Linked DNA regions of Macaca mulatta: region 1 is linked to region 2. The links are chromatin contacts, called in public Hi-C maps. All regions are on one chromosome and are shown on one strand. Each heading gives the region's core, a stretch centred on a gene start, on an enhancer-like site or on the middle of the called end of the contact. The rest is flanking DNA. Distances are from core to core; before and after follow the strand shown. Region 1 holds the start of NVL (nuclear VCP like). Region 2 holds the start of FBXO28 (F-box protein 28).

Region 1 (6,418 bases), core at 1,036-3,535, 210 kb after region 2:
GTCCTGTGCTTGGCATGTTTGAGAAGGTCTGTGTGGTTGGAACAGGAGACGAAAAGTAAACTAGGACAACAGAGGCCAGAATATGCAGGGCTTTTCTGACTGGGTTTTACTCTAGATGTCTGTGACTCCACTGAAAGGTTTTGAGCAGGGCTATGGCAAGCTCTGATTTTTCCCTTTTTTTTTTTTTTTTAAATTATACTTTAAGTTCTGGGATACATGTGCAGAACATGCAGGTTGCTACACAGGTATACAAGGGCCATGGTGGTTTCCTGCACCCATCAACCCGTCATTTACATTAGGTATTTCTCCTAATGCTATCCCTCCCCTAGCCTAATTTTTCCCTTTAAAAGGATGTCTTGGCCACGCCTGTAATCCCAGCACTTTGGAAGGCTGAGGCGGGCAGATCAACTGAGGTCAGGAATTCAAGACCAGCCTGGCCAACATGGTGAAACCTCGTCTCTACTAAAAATAGAAAAATTAGCCAGGCGTGATGGCATGCACTTGTAATCCCACCTACTTGGGAGGCTGAGGCAGAAGAATCGCTTGAACCCAGGAGACAGAGGTTGCAGTGAACGAAAAAAAAAAAAAAAATTAGATGTCTCTGGCTGCTCTGTGGGGAATAGGCTTTAGGTAAAAGCAGACTCAGAAAGACCAGTTAGGAGGCTATTGCAATAGTATAAGGTAGAGATGATGGTTTGGACTAAGATGGTTATAGGGAAAGACAGTAAGAAGTACTTGGAATATATTTTGAAAGTAAAGCAAACCACGCTGTTGATGGATGGTATACAGGAAATGAAAGAAAGACTCAGAATGACCCTTAAGGCTTTTGGCCTTAACAACTGGACAAACGGTGGTATCACTTACCGAGATACAGAACACTAAGAAAGGGCAGGTTTGAAGGAAGAAAAAATCACAAGTTCCACTTGGCCATTTTAATTTGGAGATACGCTAACTAGGCAGCTGGATATATCAATCTGTACTTCAAGATAAAATCTGGACAGCAGATACAAATTTAGCCGTCATAAATATATAGAGGACAGGACAGCAGCTTGCACCGGTAATCCCAGCACTTTCGGAGGCTGAGGACTGATCGTTTGAGCCCAGGAGTTAGAGACCAGCCAGAGTAACATAGTGGAACCCCGTCTCTACAAATAATAATAATAATAATAATAATAATAATAATAATAAATTGGCCAGATGTGGTGGTGCACACCTGTAGTCCCAGCTACTGGGGAGGCTGAGGAGGGAGGATTGCTTGAGCCAGGGAGGCCGGGGGTGCAGTGAGCTACGATTGTGCCCATGAACAGCCACTGAACTCTAGCCTGGGCAACAGAGCGAGACTGTGTCTCAGAAAAATAAAAATAAAATGAAATAAATATATAGATAATAGAATACATAGAACTATTCAAAGGTTATTAGACTAAATGAGATCACATAGGAAGTATGGATAGATAAGAAAGGTGTATGAGGAAAGAGGAGGAAGGGAAGGGAAGAGAACAGTGGCTCAGAGCACTTCCAACATTTACAAGTTGGTAGGAAAAGATGGGTCCGAAAAGGAGATTGTTTAGGGGCTGGTGAAGTGAAAGAAAAACAAGGAGAATGTGTAGCTCACCAATTCCTAAGTGAAGAAAATTCTCTCCCGCCTTTTAACTCAGACTGCTTGTTTACATTCTAAGGTATTTGCCACACACTGCTTTTTACTGATGGTCATGAAAATGAGAAAACCGTAGGCAAAGTGCCTGTTACTGTTGCCAGACCGTGTTATCTCGTTTTAGTGTGTAAGTTCCTTGACAGCGGAAATTAACGTATTATTTATGCCACCCCTTTTCAAGGACCTCTTACAATGCGAGCGTTTGAAGACCATTCCTGTACTAACTTCACAAGTCAAAGAGGTTAAAATTCAAAGGCTAACTCCACTCTACTGAATGATCTGCGCTGAAGACGACCAGACATCCTCGGCAGCCCCACCAAGCTGCACCCTCCCACTGTCCCCGGTTTCTGCTGAGACTCCGCACCAACGTGGGTAGGGAAGGCCCCGGCACCACCAACGAAGGAGGAACAGACGCACGCCCAGACCCAGACTGGAGAAAAGAAGACTAGTTGAGTTCCACGTGGACGCCACCCGAAAAAAAGGGGAGTGGCACCCTGGGGCAGTGATCGGGGCCCTTGGCGAGACCGAGCGGTGCAGAATACACACCTGGATGACTCGTTGCTTGAGTTTATTATCCACGAACCGGGCGGGTCTAGGCTTCATCGTCTGGGTCTTCCAAAGCCACAGCTCGGACCGTCAGCTCCCAGTCAACCGGGGGCCTCGTAGGGGTTGCCCACCGCGATCGCCGGGCCAGTTGCACCTGAAAAGCGCCCCTCCTGGGGCCTAGCCCGCGCCGTTTCCGTCAGAATAAAAGTAATGCGAATGAGGCGGGGGGGAATTCCGAGGAGCGGGAGAAGACTTGCAAACCTCAGGGAGTTTCTAGGGGCCTTATTTTGCAGGCCTGCCCAGTGGGCCCTGGAAGATTAGGACCCCTTTGAACGCGCTCAACTTTATTGGTTCCCCGCCGGGCGAACCAGGCTGGAGGAAGTTCCTACCCCGGCGCAGCGTGGGGACACGCTGTCAACGCGTCGGCTGGGAAAGTTGGTTTGCTTTCCTCAGGCGTTCCGGCCGCACCTCGTTCTGATACAAAGCTAGTCTTCGCAAAGCCAGCGATGGTAGATACTTGGAGTGATAAAATCAGGGTAAAAACACACTACCAGCTGTTGCTTGCTTTCCCACGTAGTTACCTTACATTTTAGAGGCCCAACAAAAGGGCTAGGTGAAAAAGAAAAGGACGGATTTATCCTTATAACTGAGGATAACTAAGTCATTTGTTACTTTCAGAACTCGTTTTACTTACGCTGTTATCATCGGCAGGTAATTTGTTGAATATATCCAGTGCAAGACTCCTTGGCCCAGATTTTATCAAACATTTGTATTTGCCCCAAGAAGTTTATCCTGCACTTAGGGAGACACAAAGGGATAGTTACCAAGCACTAAAAAAAAAAAAAACAAAAACAAAAAACAAACAAACAAAAAAAACGGGCTTTAGTTTCTGTCTTCTTGTTTATTTCTTCCGTGTTTTGAGTATTCTTATTTCAGGTCCTACTTGGCTCATGACAAGGTGAAGTGCAGTATATTAAGGGGCAGAGGGGAAGAGAGAAAATGGAATTAAGAGAATCACACACAAGGGTGTGAGGCCGGGCGAGGTGGCTCTCACCTGTAATCACAGCACTTTGGGAGGCCAAGGCGGGCAGATCACTTGAGGTCAGGAGTTCACGACCAGCCTGGCCAAGATGGTGAAACCTTGTCTCTACTAAAAATGTAAAAATTAGCACTGAATTAAGTATTAGATTTCTCACCCAAAATATTGGTCCCTTTGGTTGCAACTTCATTTCTTCTTCACTATATATACTGTTTTATTTTTATTTTTTTTAGTTGTGGTAAAATATAAGAACATTTACAATCTTAAACATTTTAAAGTGTGCAGTTTAGTGATATTAATACATTCATAATATGCAAGCATCACTGCCATCTAGCTCCAGAACTCTTTTCATCTTGTAAAACTGAAACTCTATACTAATTAAAAAATAACTTCCCATTCCTCCCTCCCCCCAGCCCCTGGCAACTGCCATTCTACTTACTGTCTTCATGATTTTGACTACACTAACTTCCTCATATAAGTGGAATCTTCCCATATTTGACTTTTGTGAGTGGCTTGTTTCTTAGCTTAATGCCCTCATATAGCATGTGTTAGAATTTCCTTCTTTTCTTCTTTTTTTTTAGAAGGAGTCTTGCTCTGTTGCCCAGGCTGGAGTGCAGTGGCACAATCTTGGCTCACTGCAACCTTCACCTCCTGGATTCAAGAGATTCTAACACCTCAGCCTCCTGAGTAGTTGGGACTACAGGTATGTGCCACCATGCCCGGCTAATTTTTTGTATTTTTAGTAGAAATGGCATTTTGCCATGTTGGCCAGGCTGATCTCGAACTCCTGACCTCAGGTGATCCACCTGCCTTGGCCTCCTAAAGTGCTGGAATTACAGGTATGAGCCACTGCACCTGGCCTTTCCTTCACTTTTAAGGTGAGTAAAATTTGGCTCTTTTGCCATTCTGCCTTTTGCCATGGGATGACACAGCAAGAAGGCCCTCACCAAATAACAACTCCTTGATATGGGACTTTCCAGCCTCCTTGCATTCATTTGACAAGTGTATATTGAGTGCCTACCAGTTTCAGTCTCTGCTCTGCGCTTTAGGCTTGTGGGGAAAAGTGGAAGAATTATAACTGTAACTTTTTATAACATTTTAAAAGTTAGATTAGTTATTTATATGCTTGATTACATTAAATGTTAGGAAAGATTCTCTACAGCATATAGTACAAATTTAGTCAATGCTTAGTAATTTTTAAAATGAAATGTAATTCTTTGCGTGCCAAATGTCCAACATAGAATGAAAACACACTGAGGCCGGGCATGGTGGCTTATGCCTATAATCCGAGCATTTTGGGAGGCAGAGGCAGGTGGATCACCTGAGGTCAGGAGTTCAAGACCAGCCTGACCAATGTGGTGAACCCCTGTCTCTACTTAAAAATACAAAATTATCTGGGCGTGGTGGCACATGCCTGTAATTGTAGCTACTTGTGAGGCTGAGGCAGGAGAATCACTTGAACCTGGGAGGCAGAGGCTGCAGCGAGCTGAGATCATGCCATTGCACTCCAGCCTGGGCAACAAGAGCAAAACTCCATCTCAAATAAACAAACAAATAACCACATTGAAAGGCCTAGTAGCATCACAACGTGTACTAGGCAACATAGTTTATTCGTCTATAATTTGTCATAGAATACTATCCTACACTTAGGGTTGATTTCATGGGTATGTGACCTGTGCAGTCACATGGCCCTGTCCTCAGAAGGGCCCCACAGGTGGTTTAATGCTCTACTGTTGCCATCTTGAAATACTTTCTGAAAAAGCTGTCCCTTATTTTCATTTTGTACTGGGTCTTACAACTTATGTAACCAGCCCTTCGTATGTAAACTTGAAGTACTCTAGAATGCTGCCTTCTTATTCCTTTTTTTTTTTTTTTTTTTTTTTTGAGGTGGTGTCTCACTCTGTCGCCAGACTAGAGTGCAGTGGTATAATCTTGCCTCACTGTAACCTCGGCCTCCCAGGTTCAAGCGGTTCTTCTGCCTCAGCCTCCCAAGTAGCTGGGACTCCAGGTGCACGCCACCATGCCCAGCTAATTTTTGTATTTTTAGTAAAGACGGGGTTTCACCATATTGGCCAAGCTGGTCTCGAACTCCTGACCTTGTGATTCGCCTGCCTCGGCCTCTCAAAGTGCTGGGATTACAGGCGTGAGCCACGGCACCCAGCCACCTTCTTAAAGGCAGGGAATGTGTTGTTCATCTCATTACTGCTTCAGGTGCAGAAGGCAATAATTGAAAGTGAATTAATACTAGATGATAATATGCTCAAACATTTCCCGTTGGAATTAGCTCATCAATTATTGCCCTGAAGACCATTTTACATTGATTCCAATGTTTGGATTTACAGTATCATGCATCAAAACCAAAAAGATTACTGAACAGTAACCTAAGAGCATATACACTTCAAGCACTTCCCTTTTTAATTGAAACATCCTCCATTCTTCAGTGGTGGTGTAACCCCACCTAGTGGTGGTGGCATATTTTATCTTTTGTCTTTCACACTTTCATTCTCCTAAACCTCATACAGTATTTCACTAGCAAACAGCTTCTGGTCTAATTGTGCTTCATAACTAGGGTGATTTATGTCCAGATTTGCTCAGGACAGTCCTGATTTTTGCCTGTTGATTCAGCAAAATTATTACTAGTATCCCCTTTGTGGAAATACATGAAGACTATTTGAAGACTACATGAGAAGAGGTGAAGACTATTTGTTCAGAGTTTGCTATAACAAGGGAGTCAGCCACCATCACTTGCGTTTTGTCAGAGCCTCAAAAACAGAGAAGTGGGAAAACTTTACAGTGGGGAATAGGGGAAGGCTTCAGGTGTGCCCTAACTGAAGACTGTTGTCATAGGGAAGCTATAGGTGGGGTAACTAGAAGTAGCAGAGCATCCTATGTGTTTGGTTGGGATGCACAGTTGGTTTTCTTTTGGTCCTATGTTGACAGCAGGTCCAAAAATTTAAAAAGCTATCATTTTTTAATAAAGTTCTTGCCATCTGGGGCCATTTGTTACAGGGGTTGTTGCTGGGTTCCTGGATTGTTTCCTAGTGACAGTGATCTAACTTCCTACATGTCTGATTTGTAGATGATAGATTGGTTTTCTGGTCTGGTTGTTGCAGATTGTGAGTCAGAGTTCTATTTTTGCATATGGTCTGGCCATTTTTCATTCACATGTTCAGTGTCTTCCT
Region 2 (6,344 bases), core at 3,476-5,975:
CCATAATGAATTTAAAGCATGATTCTATTTACAAAAATTATATTTCAATCTTACCTATCAAGAAGCCATCTAATTTTAATTAAAAAGATAGAAAATGAATTTAATTAAGACTAAGTTGTAATAGGTTCCATGAAGAGATAGCAATATTGTAGAAGAAAAGTAAAATTACAATCTATTAGTGGAGATAAAACTAACGTATTATAAATATGCAAACATGTCAGAAAGAGTCAAGCATAAACCGTATGTTTAATGCTAAACAACCCCGAAGTAGGAGAATCAAAAGAACAACTTCAAAACTTTTGCAACAATCATAGGTAAAAAGATAATTGTTCACATGCCAAGTGAATGGGGAAATGATGTTAATTCTGACAAGCTCAACACCACCAATTAATTTCTTCGCTTCAGTTGCCCCCACTTCCCTTAACCTTTAGTCATATTTAGTTTTTTCTGCAGTTTCCACATCTACTGTGCAAAAATTAGATTCCAAAAGAAAGCTACAAAAGAAAGGACATATTGGAAGCTTTAAGAATAAGACCAAGCACTAGGGAGCAGAAAGCTTCAAAATTTAATGATTTGCCAGGCATGGTGGCTCAGGCCTGTATCCCAGCACTTTGGGAGGCTGAGATGAGAAGATTGCTTGAGCACAGGAGTTCAATACCAGTCTGGACAATATAGTAAGACCTCATCTCTGCAAAAAATTTAAAAAGTAGCCAGGCATGGTGGTGCACACCTGTAGTCCCTACTTGGTAGGCTGAGGTAGGAACATCGTTTGAGCCCAGGAGGTCAAGGCTGCAGTAAGCTATGATCATGCCACTGCACCACAGCCTGGGTAAGACAGTGAGACCCTGTCTAAAAAAAAACAAAAAACAAAAAACAGTGATTTGTATACCTTTATCTTTGTCATAGGATATTATAAGTATACAAAGATATGAAAAATTTAGGCAACCTTTAAATTTTTTTATCCTGAAATAATTACAAGATAGTACAAGGAAGACTCTGGTATACTCTTCAACCAAATCCATCAATTAATAACACTTGTTGTATTTGCTATATTAATCTCATTATCTATTTACTTGAACCATTTGAAAGTAATTTGAGGCATCATTTCCCTCTACCCCTAAATAGAGAAATACCTCTGAGATATTGAGAGACCACACAGACCACCACAATAAAGTAGTGCAATAAACCCAGTGACACAAAAGTTTTGGTTCCCAGTGCATATAAAAGTTATGTTTATATAAAACTGTAGTCTGTTGAGTGTGCAATAGCATTATGTCTAAAAAAAGATATACCTTAATTTGAAAATATTTTATTGCTAAAAAATGCTAACCATCTGAGCCTTTGGCGAGTCATAATCTTTTTGCTGGTAGAGGGTCTTACCGCAATCTAACAGTTGCTGATCGAACAGGATGGTAGTTACTGAAGGTTAGGGTGACTGCGGCAATTTTCTAAAGTAAGACAGCAATGAAGTTTGACACACTGATCGACTCTTTCACAAAGATTTTTCCATGGCATATGATGCTGTTTGATAACATCTTGCCACAGTAGAACTTTTTTTCAAAACTGGAGTCAATCTTCTCAAACTCTGCCATTGCTTTATCAACTAAGTTTATGTAATATTCTAAATCCTTTGTTGTCTTTTAATAATGATCACAGCATCTTCACTAGGAGCAGATTCCACCTCAAGAAATCAATTGCTTTGCTCATTCATAAGAAGCAACTCCTCATCCATTCAATCCATTCAAGTTTGGCTTTTTTTCTTTTTTTTTTTTTCTTTTTTGAGCTGGAATCTCGCTTTTGTTGCCCAGGCTGAAGTGCAGTGGCACAATCTCAGCTCACTGCAACCTCTGCCTCCTGGGTTCCAACAATTCTCCTGCCTCAGCCTCCTGAGTAGCTGGGATTACAGACGCATGCCACCACACCCAGCTAATTTTTGTATTTTTAGTAGAGATGAGATTTTGCCACATTGGCCAGGCTGGTCTCGAACTCCTGACCTCAGGTGATCCACCCACCTCGGCCTCCCAAAGTGCTGGGATTACAGGCATGAGCCACCGCACCCAGCCTCTATTCAAGTTTTATCATGAGATTGCAGCAACAATTTAGTCACATTTTCAGGCTTCACTTCTAATTTCAGTTATCTCGCTATTTCCACCATAGCTGCAGGAGAGGAAGAGAGATGGGGAAACAGCAACCAGTCAGAACACCTACATGTATTGATTAAATTTGCCATCTTATATGGGCATGATTGGTGGCACCCCAAAACGATTACAATAGTAACATAAAGATTACTGATCTGCCGGGCATGGTGGCTCACTCTTGTAATCTCAACACTTTGGGAGGCCAAAGCAAGGAGACTGCTTGAGCACAGAAGTTCAAGACCAGCCTGGGCAATATGGCAAAATCCTGTTTCTACAAAAAAATACAAAAACTAGCCAGGCGTGGTGGCACACACCTGTAGTCCCCGCTACTCAGTAGGCCAGGGTTGGGGGATTGCTTGAACCCAGGCGGTGGAGGCTGCAGTGAGCCATCATCCTGTCATTGCACTCCAGTCTGGGTGACACAGTGAGATGCTGCCTCAACAAACAAAAATTACTGATCACAGCTCACCATAACAGATGTAACAATAATAAAAAAAGTTTGAAATATCATAGGAATTATCAAAATGTGACAGAAAGAAACAAGGTGAATACATGCTGTTGGAAAAATGGCACCAAGAGACTTGCTCAAGGATTGACACAAATCTTCAATTCATTTTTAAAAACGCAATATCTGAGAAGCACAAGAAAGCAAAGTGTAATAATACAAAGCATGCAGCCGGGTGCCGTGGCTCACACCTGTAATCCCAGCACTTTGGGAAGCCGAGGCGGGTGGATCACGAGGTCAGGAGTTCGAGACCAGCCTGGCTAAGATGGTGAAACCCCACCTCTACTAAAAATACAAAAATTAGCTACTCGGGAGGCTGAGGCAGGAGAATCCCTTGAACACAGGAAGCGGAGTTTGCACTGAGCTGCATTGCACCACTGCACTCTAGCCTGGGTGACAAAGCAAGACTCCATCTCAAAAAATAAATAAATAAATAAATAAAGGAAAATAATACAAAGCATGCTTATCCTTCAACGTGTATTTCCTAAAGACAAAGACATTGTCTTATATGACCATAATACAATTATCCAAATTGAAAAATTTAATATGATTACAATATCATCTAATATACTGTCCATTTTTAAATTTTGCCAGTTGTTACAATAATGTTCATCATAGTTATTTCTCCCTTAATCCAGGATCCCATCCAGGACCACCCATAGATTTAGTTGTCATGTCTCTTTAGTCTCCTTTAATCTGCCACAAACCCTTAGTCTTTGTCTTTCGTAACGTTAATACTTTTGAATAATTTATGGGCCAGTCATCTAGTGATGTCTACAAATGCAACTCAAGTGTTTTTTTTTTTCATGAATACTACATTATGCTGTGTCCTTCTCAGGGTATCATATAAACAGGCATATGATATTGGCTTCTCCTATAACCGTGATGTTAGTCTCGATGATTTGGTTATGATGGTGTCCACCAAATTTCTCTATTGTAAACTTTCTTTTTTTTTTTTGGGACAGAGTCTCGCTCTGTTGCCCAGGCTGGAGTGCAGCGGTGGGCTGACAGTTCACTGCAGCCTCGAACTTCTGTGACTCAAGCAATCCTCCCATCTCAGCCTCCTGAATAGCTGGGACCACAGGTGCTGCCACCACATTTGGCGAATTTTTTGTATTTTTTTTTATAGAGATGGGGTTTCTCCATGTTGCCCAGGCTGGTCTCCAACTCCTGGGTTAAAGTGATTCTCCTGCTTCAGCCTTACAAAGTGCTGGATTACAGGCATGAGTCACCACACCCGGCCTTGTAAACTATTTCTTTTAATCTTTGTAAATAATATATAATTTATGGGGGTTATTTTGAGACAATGTAAATATCACGTTCCTCATCACGTTTACCTCCTAGTTTTAGTACCTTTTGATAATTCTTGCCTAAATCAGTTATTAGAATATAGTTCATATATGATAAAATTCATTAAAGCATATAGTAATTCAGTGGTTTTTGCATATTCATACGGTTGTGTAATCATCACCACTAATTCCAGAGCATTTTTATCACCCCAAAAATGAAACCCTTCACCTGTTAGCAGTCATTTCCCCATTTCCCCCAGCCTCTGGAGACCACTAATCTACTTTTTATCTCTATGGATTTGCCTATTTCAGACATTCTATATAAATGCAATCATACACTATGTGGTCCTTTGTGTCTAACTTCTTTCACTTAATATGTTCTCACGGTTCATCCATGTTGTAGTTCTTATTGATATTTTACACGTTTTTATTTGCCTAAATCAATCATTTCTACGATTCCTGAAAAATGGTGCTAGTCTAACTACATTATTTCCATCTACACTTATTAGGCAACATCTTTATCATCCTTTGTCAGGAAGCCCTTTAAGAAAACTGCACGGTGAAGTTCATTTTAATAAATAGTGTTTCCTTGCTCTCAAGTAGTTACTAATCTTAGACAAAAGGGTCTAGGATGATCACCTTTCTTGGGGTTTACATGATCTTCCCTGACTTCCACTTGAAAGGTATCCTGTGAGTCCTCTCCGCCTGTTACCCACAGGCTCCTCCCCACTCCTCCAGGTACCCCTTCCCCGGCGGCTGCAGGAGGAGGAAGTGACGCACCGGAAGTGTCCCTGTCCCCCTTGCAGCGGGGGTAAGGAATCAAACCCCCAAAATGGCGGCGGCGGCGGCGGAGGACCGGATGGCAGAGGAAGGAGGCGGCAGCCACGGCGACGGCGGCTCCTCTTTGGCCTCCGGCTCTACCCAGCGACAGCCCCCACCGCCCCCGCCACAACACCCACAACCGGGGTCCCAGGCGCTGCCAGCCCCGGCGCTGGCTCCGGACCAGCTGCCTCAAAACAACACGCTTGTGGCGCTGCCCATCGTAGCCATCGAGAACATCCTCAGCTTTATGTCCTACGACGAAATTAGCCAGCTCCGCCTGGTGAGGCCCCTGCACAACTCCTGCCTCCCTCTCCCCCCGGCCGAGGTCTGGGAGGGGAGAAGAAGGGAGCGCGTTCCCCGGGGAGGGATCCCCCCGCTAGCCCCAGCCGGCTACAGATCCGGGAGGGCGCCGCTCCGGTTCCGAACTCTCCCTTGCAGTCAGTCAGCAGGAGTGGGCTGGTTCCCAGTTGCGTCCTAGCTGCGGAGCTGGGGTTACTTCTTGAGGGAACTTCGCCCTCGGGGCTCCTTGCCCCCCGCCCGGAAGCGGGCCCTCTACGGGAGGGGTAGCGGAATTGGTCTTTCCACCTTCCGCCTGGCCTGAGAGTGGACCCCGAGAGGTCTTGTCGCCTGCCTTTTGTATGCCGCTTCCAGTCCCCGGCCTGGATTGGGGGAGAAAACTCAGAAGTAGGCAGATGATCCCAGCCAGGCTTGGTTTATCTTGCAAGAATAACGTATTGTTCCCCACCCCAACCACCCAAGTTTCCTTGTTCGAGAAGATTGAGTAGAGTAGGTGGCTCAGCTGCCCCACACCAGGTAGAGGTTCCGAAGAATGGAAACGTGTTTACTTAGCCTTAGCCCCAGCGCCTTAGTTGACCACTAAAGTAGAGCCTTGGGAAATGACCATTCCTGCTTTGCCTCATCCTAACGCTTCCCACCGTAGTGAAGCAACTTACCCCTTGACGGGTTTTTTCTCTTTTGCAATTTATTTTTAACTAGTGATTTACGCCCACCCACCTGCTTTAGGAGAGGTTTCTTTATACCTTAAAATCACAATAGTTCAGTCCATGATTTTTAAAAATAATGAATTTGCCATTGGGCTTTTACTTCACTCCAGAGGTTTGACTGAAGGTGTGGTGAATGTTAGTTCAGTTAGATATTTTGATGCCTTTCAATGAATGTATCTTTAAGTGGTAAATAAATTGAAGGAGGTGGACATTTTGAAATGATTGCAAACCGATTCTATGGAGAAGCTAAATCTGTGCTGGGAATTGTTTTTAAGAGGACAAAGGCATATCTCTGAATGTGCTGTGTATAACATTTCCTTATTACTCAATATGCTGTATTGTAGGCTTACTCCTCCAGTTTCAAGTGGATTATAATTGCATTTTTAAAAGAAATCGTAACTTATTTTTAAAAGAGAGCTTATAAATATCAATTCAAACTGGTGGCCAATTTTTTTTCTAGTCAACACAGCAGTTCAACGATACCAGTCTGCAGGATGGAAAATTTCTTCAGCTGAAAATAGATATTTCACAATTGATTGCCTCTGAATTTCCAAAACATTTTCATCCTAGAATTTCATGTAGAATC

What was found. Hi-C and Micro-C count contacts between places; a contact is called where the count stands out from the background.
Region 1: a contact with region 2 is called in a Hi-C map of blood, with 6 times the contacts expected there. The contact joins the promoter of NVL here to the promoter of FBXO28 in region 2. A contact is called at or near these places in 5 of 14 Hi-C or Micro-C datasets (CD4 T cells, blood, cortical neurons and 2 more).

The regions. Positions count from the first base shown.
Region 1 is chr1:81,983,149-81,989,566 of T2T-MMU8v2.0, forward strand. NVL (nuclear VCP like) reads right to left here and starts at 2,286. Exons shown (of 22, transcript XR_013395202.1): 1 at 2,198-2,286. It also overlaps a transcript of CNIH4 not described here.
Region 2 is chr1:81,770,073-81,776,416 of T2T-MMU8v2.0, forward strand. FBXO28 (F-box protein 28) reads left to right here and starts at 4,726. Exons shown (of 4, transcript XM_077938541.1): 1 at 4,726-5,034. The coding sequence starts at 4,765.